3 separate regions of the Mus musculus genome follow, and all the other regions are linked to region 1. The links are chromatin contacts, called in public HiChIP or PLAC-seq and Micro-C maps. All regions are on one chromosome and are shown on one strand. The core of a region is the stretch at or near the end of the contact, and the rest is flanking DNA. Distances in the headings are between cores, read along the strand shown.

Region 1 (2,700 bases), core at 116-2,615:
TGGGGACCAGGAAGCAAGGATGGGAGAACTCAGTTGGTTTTTCCTTCTTCCCTTTTTATTCAGTTCCAAGTTCTATCCTAGGGGGGGCTGCCGTAGGTCTTCCTGGAAAAGCCCTCACAGACATACCTAGAAGGTGTGCCTCGCTAATGCTCTGGGTACTTGTTTTAGGAGGTTGGACTTCTCAGGGCACGGAGCACCATGGACCGGTTTCAATCCAGAAAGAGTTTGGAATCTCCCTGGGGATGCTGTGTGAAAGTGTTGAGTGAAAGTGTTGAAGCAGAGAGGACAAAGTTGGACCAAACCAGGGGTCTTGAGTGGGGAGGGGCAGTGTAACCTCAAGCTTTTACACACGTGCCCCTATTCCCAAAATAATGACTCTGAGACTTATTTATTTATGAATAAATGTCATAAGTGTTGACTCATTCCTGCCAGTTTGTAACTCAATTATCCTGTTCAAACTAGTCTAAGTCTGCCATAAGACTAGTTACCTCTCCTCGGTTTCACGTGTCTTTCTTCCTCAGAGACCGGGATATATCCTCCCGCCTCTGTCTCCTAGCGTTCCAATCTCTCTAAACTGGAACTCCCACCTTCTATTTCCTGCCTCTTGCTAATAGGCCATCAGCTTTTGATTGACAGGTGATGCTTCCACACAGTGCACAAGAGATTCTCTCTACAGGACAGTGGGTGGGAGAAACATCTAAGAGGTGGGCAAGCGACGAGGCTGCCTGCCTGGCGGGGGAGTGGTTTGATCTAGTCTGGGACAAGCTGGGTGTGAAGACCCAGAGGGTCACAGGGAAAGCACAGGAAATCACCTGTCCCCTCCTGTCCCATAGCTGAGGGGACACCAGGAAGTGGGAGAGTGTGAAGCAAAGGATACCAAAGTGATAGGAGAGGGCAAATAGCCAAAATGAAACTAGGCATGGTGGCTCACACCTGTAATCTCAGCACTTAGGGGGTGAGGCAAGGAGGATCTCTGAGTTTATGCCGTACTAGACTACTAAATGATATTGATTTTTAAAAATCAGTTTGAATCCTTGTGGTGGTGTACGCCTTTAATCCTAGCACTCGGGAGGCAGAGGCTAGGAGTTCAAGGTTTGCTTGGTCTACAGAGTGGGTTGCAGGACAGCCAGGGCTACATGCTACACAAGGAAACCCTCTCTCAAAAACAAATACCTTGCCTTTTGTTTCTTCAGGCACGTTCCCTGGCTCCCAGCCCCAAGCACCTGCCAGCCCCAGTCTTCCAGCCAGGCCACCAGCCCCTCCCCCACCTCGAAGACCCAGCCCTCCCAGGCAGGGTCCCGTGAGCAGTGGACGTCGCGAGTGCTACTTTGATACAGCCGCTCCAGATGCGTGTGACAATATCTTGGCCCGAAACGTGACGTGGCAGGAGTGCTGCTGTACTGTGGGAGAAGGCTGGGGCAGCGGCTGCCGCATCCAACAGTGCCCGGGCACCGAGACAGGTGGGCGTGGCCTGTGAGGGAGACAAGGGCTCAAGCTCTTGGTGTAGATATGGGGATTGGAAAGAGGATACGTTTAGACTAAGGATTGGGTTAGTGGTGCAGCCGGGACAAGAGTGAGCCATCAGCCACCAGGCGGGCATCAGTGGGCATGAAGCTGAGAAGTGGGTGCTGACAGGCCTGGGCTTTAGCACCTGGTAGGAGGCTACAGCCAGTGAACTCAGGCAGGGACTGGGGCTCGGGTTTCAGAGTTCTTTCCTTCTATGTACAGCTGAATACCAGTCATTGTGTCCTCACGGCCGGGGCTACCTGGTGCCCAGTGGAGACCTGAGTGCCCGGAGAGGTAAGGCCAGACTTCAACCCCACCTACCCTCAGTCCCTAGGCCAAGCTCTGTCTCACCCTGCCTCTGTTCCTTCTTGCTTGCTTGCTTTCTCATTTGTTAGCTTATTTTTGAGGAGTGTATCTCACTAGTAGTCCAGACCAGCCTCAAACTTGTAAGCCACTCAATTTCTTGCTCCTGTCTTTCTTTTTCTTCTTCCTTCCTTTTCCTTTTCCTTTTTTTTTTTTTTTTTTTTTTTTTTTTTTTTTTTTTGTTAATTTTCTTTTGGGTTTTCAAGACAGGATTTCCTTAGGTAGCCCTGGCTGTCCTGGAACTCACTCCATAGACCAGGCTGGCCTTGAACTCAGAGATCCACCTGCCTCTGGCTCCCTAGTGCTGAGATCCATGGTGTGTGCCAGTACCACCTGCTATACCTTTCTTTTCTCTCCTCATTTTTAATTTGTGTTTTTGGCTACAGAGTCAAGTAGCCCAGGCTTGCCAAGAATTAGCCAGGCAGCAGAAGCTAACCTTGAACTCCTGTTCCTCCTATTTCCACCTCTTGACTGCTGGGTTTTCATGCATGCTCCGACATACCTGGCTCCCTTTTCTGTCTCTCACTTTATTCTTAAGATCCCCTCCTCATCCTGCCTTCTGGTTCCAGTTTTCCGTGCCTCAACTTGCGGGTACCATTGCGCTCTTCCTCTCTTGTGACTGGCTATATCCCACACTACCTGTTTTCTTCAAATCAAACCCACCCCTGCCCTCACCTCCCTCCACCTTTTCCTGCAGATGTGGACGAATGCCAACTCTTCCAGGACCAGGTGTGCAAGAGCGGAGTGTGTGTGAACACGGCCCCAGGCTACTCTTGCTATTGCAGCAACGGGTTCTACTATCACGCACACAGGCTGGAGTGCGTTGGTATG
Region 2 (2,700 bases), core at 174-2,673, 260 kb before region 1:
AAGACTAAAAATGAAAGAAAAAGACATGACTGGAGGAAATCTTATAGTGATACCTAAAAGATAATGCTCATTGTGCCAAAAAAAAAAAAAAGGGACTGAGGCTATAGGTGGGTGGTCAACTATAGGTGGGTGGTCGAGTACCACCCTAGTATGCTCAAGGTCATACTGCCAGCACCTCAAAACAACTGGCCAGGCGATGGTGCCTTTAATCCTAATACTCAGGTGACAAAGGCAGCAGGATCTCGTAGTCCGAGGCCAGCCTGGTCTACAGAGTGAGCTCCAGGGCAGCCAGGGCTACACAGAGAAACCCTGTCTCGAAAAAAAACTAACAGATTACTCATAAATAAATATTGAAAGGAGGAAAAAGGAGCCTCTATGTGATGGTGTACATCTGTTTGCCTCGGGGAGTGGCACTATCAGGAGGTGTGCCCTGTTGGAGTAGGTGTGTCACTGTGGGTATGGGCTTTAAGGCCCTCATCCTAGCTGCCTGGTAGCCAGTCTCTCCTCGCAGCCTTCAGGAGGAGCAAACTCTCAGCTCCTCCTGCACCATGCCTGCCTGCATGCTGCCATGTTTCCACCTCGATGACAACGGACTGAACCTCTGAACCTGTAAGCCAGCTCCAATTAAATGTTGTCCTTGTAAGAGTTGCCTGAGTCATGATGTCTGTTCACAGCAGTAAAACCCTAAGATTCTCTAAGGACATATTCCCAGTGACCCACCAGGGTCCACAGACAACAGCATGGGTATGGCGCCCAGGAAAGGATGTGCACTATCGGGAAGTTGTAGCAGAACCAGCAGAATGTTCTGAAATATTACCACCATAAAACCGCTACCTCCACAGGCCTCATCGAGCTTGAGCTTGGCTTTGGCTCGCAGTGCCGGTATGCACTGTGGTCCTGCCCTTGGCCAGGTACGGTCACTTACTTTTAAGGGCAGCCATGACTGCCCTTTTGCCCCTGCCCTCCAAGGACAAAGAAGGACATGAGCCCAGCGTATAACCCATGAGCCCAGCGTATGATGGCAGAGCAGAGGTGAGCGCTCTCCCCCTGAGCCCACACAGCCTGTACCTTTTGCTGCCTGCTGCTGCTCCAGGATCTTCCGGGTGCGGGGCGTGGTCCCCTTGGGCATGTGGATGATGTACTTTCCCTCCATCTCAGCCGTGACCCGCCGCCGCTTGGTGGGAACAACCAGGCTTTCCTCCTCCCTGTGGGCCAGAGCTGGTAAGGAGACAGGGGGTCAGCTCCCTTAGGGATGGATATTCTGAGCTGGGGATGAGAGACACCTAGCTATGGTCAGGACAGTTTACCTCTGTTTCCGTCCTCAATTCTGAGAGAAAGTCTCACTATGTAGCCCAGGCTGGTCTCAACTCACAAACTTCCTGCTTCAGCCCCTCAAGGGCTGCTTATGCGCATGCACCACTGCCCAGCTGCAGCCCAGTTTCTCATTGCTCACTGGTGTGACTGGCTTTCATGTGCACAGCTGCCCCATCACCAGACTGAGTCACTGAGGACATTAGTCATCTGATGTGACTAAACCACAAGATGTGCTCGGGATTTGACAATAGTGATGACTTCCCAGGCTCTCTGAGGTATGCCACACCCTGCTTGAATGGCTAAAATGTGGAACCCATGGGGTGGGTGGATTCGAGTCCCATAGGCTGCCTTTGGAGCTGTGGATGCCTGCCCTTTTTGACTTTTTGTTTTGGGCACTCAGCTTTTAACCAGTAATCAAGGGCCATACTGGTTTGGCATGGCGCAGAATTAAATTATACTCTAAAATATTTGTCTTGGGGCTGGGGAGATGGCTCAGTGGTTACAGAGAACTTGCAGAGGATCTGGGTTCAATTCCCAGCACCCACATGGTAGCTCACAACCACCTGTAAGTCCTATCCCAAGGGATCAGATACCCTCTGTGGTCTCTGCTGGCACAAAGCATTCCCGTGATGCAGACATTAATGCAGATAAAATATTCACACTTTACACATAAAACATGTAAAAAAATTTTTAAAAAATGGCATGGCAGCAAAAGCTTTTACTCACAGAGCCATGGAGCCAACCCTAAATTATACTTCTTTTTTGTGTTCAAGACAGGGTCTCACTGTGTAGCCTGAGCTGGTTTGGACCTTGTAATTCTCCTGGCTCAGCGCCCCCACCCCCATTATTAGAATTAACATCATAATCTACCACACCTACTTTATATTTCAACTAAAGACTCCCCTTCAGAGTGTCAGAAGGTAGGCGCACCAGTCTCTCATCTCAGGGCACTGTCATCTCAGCTCTCTAGAAACTGGTTTAACTTTCTGTTTCTCTTTTTTGGTTTGCTGTACCCCTAGCTAGCCTGAAACTCTCTATATAAACTAAGCCAACCTTGAAGTCTGAATAATCCCCCTGCCTCTGCTTTCTGAATGTTGGACTTATAGTGTGTGCCACCCTGCCTACCTTTTTACATTTAATTTTTTTTCTTTTTTTTTTTTTGTTTTTGTTTTTTTGTTTTTTCAAGACAGGGTTTCTCTGTGTAGCCCTGGCTGTCCTGGAACTCATGTAGACCAGGCTGGCCTCAAACTTAGAAATTCACCTGCCGGGGGCAGTGAGATGGCTCAGCGGTTAAGAGCACCGACTGCTCTTCCAAAGGTCCTGAGTTCAAATCCCAGCAACCACATGGTGGCTCACAACCATCCATAACAAAAATCTGATGCCCTC
Region 3 (2,700 bases), core at 139-2,638, 340 kb before region 1:
GAGAGTTGGTTGGGGAAATGCCAGAGGAACAAGGTGAGTATACCTTTGGGGACGGTGGATGGGTGCTGGATGAGTGTATGAGGAATCTTAGGTAGCTAGAGAGAGCTTGTCTGGAGCTGGTAACAGCACTTCCCTGGGGTGGCTTGGCTCTGCCCTGGTCCTCCCGCCTAGGTTTCCTCTGTTCTAACCCCCTGCCCAGCCCAGCCCTGCCACTCACCTGTGGGCTCTCGGCTGCGGGCCTCCTGTAGGTAGCGCAGCGCACGTGCATAATCACCCAAGTGGTAGAAGGCAATGCCGGCACGATAGGTGGCCTTGAAGTTGCCCTGCTGTTTCTCCAGCACCTTGAGACAGTACTCACGCACCCGCTCATAGTTCACCAGCTCCGACTGCAGGAGGCAAGCTGTGGGATGCAGAGACCCTGTAGTCTCAGACACAGCCTGCATCCCCTAGGATTCACATGACCTCAAATAACCTGACCTCTTCCCCTGGGCATATGGGATTGCTCTGGCCACCAGGAGACACTAATCAGCTAACCTGTTAGTATAAGAGCTATCTGCGCCGCCGCTAGAGGGCGCAGGACAGACAAGTCTGAAGCAATTAGCTGGAGGTTTTCCCAAGTAATTATAGAGGGAGGGTCCAAGAACGAAATAGCCGGTGCAGGGTAAGCCTTTCTAACCTTGGCTCATGCGTGGCAGACCGGGGGAAAGAATGAGTCAGGGAAGTGGGGCTTAGAAGACCAAGTCCAGAGCCCGTTTCATTATTCAAGCCCCTGCTTACTCCATCCAAGAAGCCCTATTCATCTACTCCCAACTCTCTTCCTCAGCAAGTTTTGTAGTCTTCCCCGCCAGACCACAGCCCTGACTCCTTCAGCTTCCAGCCACCACAGGCTCTATAGCCTCCTGATTACCCCCTCACTACCCACCCGTTTCACCCGAGTCCTCTGCGCCCCCCGACGGCCCCGTACCAGTGAGGGAGTCGTAACATTCAACCTCTGTGTTCTCCACCAGGCGCCGCTGCTCCTCGCTGAGGCGGGCGGGCCCCGGGCTGGTGGTGGGTCCCGGGGAGGGGGTGGGCAGACCGCCAGGGCGGGCCCCTTGAGCCGCCTTCAGCTGCAGCAGTGCCCGGTGGTACTTGCCAATGGCTTCTCGGAACTTCTTCTCTCGGTAGCAACGCTGACCCTCCGCCTTGAACGCCACGGCAGCCCGCAGGCTGCTGTCGAGCGCCGCAGCCAGGCCCCCAGACGGCTCTGGGGCAGGACCCGACCGAGCAGAGCCATGGCGAGGCGCTGAGCCGGGGCCCGGCGGGGAAAGGGCGGGAGGCGGGCGCGGTGGAGGCTCCGGGGCAGCGCTGAGCATCAGCACCGGGGACAGCGCGCCGCGCTGCATTGTGGGAAACTCCTGCGGCCGCCGCTGCAGCTACCGCATCGCCCCCCGCGGGGCCGGTCCCCACCCTTTCTCCGCCCCCACATCTCTGGCTGCCGTCTCCGGCTGCCCCCTATGGGTCTAGAAAAACCCCTCCAAACTCCCCCTCGCTCACCCTCAAACCAGCCTGGGTCTAGTTGTTCTGGCGCCTCTCCCTTGTCCCCACAGTCCTTACCCTCCCACCCGACTGCATGTTCTCCCGGAGATTTCTAGAAGAAAAAGGCTGAGCGGGCAGACATCAGTTTTGTGGAAAGCTGGTTTTCAGCCCACTAGTCATTTGGCATGTTGGATAAGAATACAGGATTGGGAGTCAAGCTGCCCGGCTTCAGACACTGGTTTCTCATTACTCTATGATTTGGACAATCCCCTCAAATTACCTATTGTACTATAGTGCGGGACAATAGTACATACGTTGGAATCGATTCTTTATGTAATAAACAAATAGCCATTGCTCAATTTCTGTTCAGGGGGAGGGGGTTGATGGGCCAATGTAAAAACAAACAACAACAACAGAAGTCAAGTGGGGTAGCACCTGCCTGTAGTCACACTCGGACATCTGAGGCAGGAGAGTGGAAAGAAGTTTGAAGCTAATCTGGTGCTAACGAGGAAATTCCAGATCAGCCATGAACTACAAAGAAAAGGTAGGTGTGGGAGATTAAGGAGAAGGGAGGGAAAAGGAGAGAGAAAGAATTATTTAGATAGAGCCACATCTCCTAGGTTCACAGCCTAGTGGAGAGACAGACCTGTAACAGCCCAAAGTGGCTGATCCTGGGAAGCGCAGGAGGAGAGCCATGGCTAGCATGGAGAAGTCAGAGGAGGCATTTGCTCTAGGTTGAAGTGTGACTGGGGACTTCCTGGAGGAAAGGCAACTCTGCAACCTAGCCATTCTGTCCCTTGCCTTCCATTTCCAGAAAAGCCAGTGGGGAGGTGACAAGGGTCCCCACTGACAGCCCAGGACCACCAGTACAATAAGGACAACCAAGAAAATGCGGCTGCGGCTGCGCTGTGGTGGCACTCCCCTGCAATCCCTGCACTTAGGAGGCAGAAGCAGCAGAACTCTATGGTTTCCGGGCCAGCCAGAGCTACACCTGACTCAAAAAAGAGGGGGAAAAGGAAAGAAATTCGTTCATTATGGGCCAGCAACATAGCAGTAGCCACCACGTGAGTTCCATCTGTGGAACCAGCCTCTCAAAGTGGTTATCTGACCCCTTCCTACATATACCTGCACACACACACACAAACTCACGCACATACACACACACGCGCGCGCACACGCGCA

The links. A called contact is a pair of places that touch in the nucleus more often than the background predicts. HiChIP or PLAC-seq counts read pairs in DNA pulled down with a chosen protein or histone mark.
Region 2: an H3K27ac HiChIP or PLAC-seq map of embryonic stem cells shows a contact between it and region 1, with 5 read pairs. The contact joins two enhancer-like sites. A contact is called at or near these places in 4 of 115 datasets of contacts at active chromatin or transcription factors (embryonic stem cells, large pre-B cells and stem cell-derived neural progenitor cells) and 3 of 9 other capture datasets (adipose tissue, liver and pancreatic islet).
Region 3: a contact with region 1 is called in a Micro-C map of embryonic stem cells, with 2.0 times the contacts expected there. The contact joins the promoter of Ttc9b here to the enhancer-like site in region 1. A contact is called at or near these places in 3 of 39 promoter capture datasets (embryonic stem cells, pre-B cells and stem cell-derived epiblast-like cells), 2 of 484 Hi-C or Micro-C datasets (both in embryonic stem cells), 1 of 115 datasets of contacts at active chromatin or transcription factors (embryonic stem cells) and 1 of 9 other capture datasets (liver).

What each region holds. Positions count from the first base shown.
Region 1 is chr7:27,309,281-27,311,980 of GRCm38.p6, reverse strand. It overlaps Ltbp4 (latent transforming growth factor beta binding protein 4), which reads left to right. Exons shown (of 30, transcript NM_001113549.1): 23 at 1,194-1,460; 24 at 1,729-1,800; 25 at 2,567-2,695. Among named protein-coding and RNA genes, the nearest start is that of Gm30543, 19 kb to the left of the region's middle. Within about 2 kb of position 1,365, at least 41 of the 459 cell types and tissues checked have an H3K27ac peak or open chromatin away from gene starts, as enhancers often do. A contact at or near this core is called in embryonic stem cells and stem cell-derived epiblast-like cells, where this site is marked.
Region 2 is chr7:27,573,109-27,575,808 of GRCm38.p6, reverse strand. 2310022A10Rik (RIKEN cDNA 2310022A10 gene) reads right to left here. Exons shown (of 10, transcript NM_175107.5): 8 at 1,069-1,218. Among named protein-coding and RNA genes, the nearest start is that of Akt2, 17 kb to the left of the region's middle. Within about 2 kb of position 1,423, at least 88 of the 459 cell types and tissues checked have an H3K27ac peak or open chromatin away from gene starts, as enhancers often do. A contact at or near this core is called in embryonic stem cells, where this site is marked.
Region 3 is chr7:27,652,612-27,655,311 of GRCm38.p6, reverse strand. It overlaps Ttc9b (tetratricopeptide repeat domain 9B), which reads right to left and starts at 1,388. Exons shown (of 3, transcript NM_028417.1): 1 at 965-1,388; 2 at 218-400. The coding sequence starts at 1,385. Gm38973 (a long non-coding RNA gene) reads left to right here and starts at 1,080. Exons shown (of 3, transcript XR_881908.3): 1 at 1,080-2,062.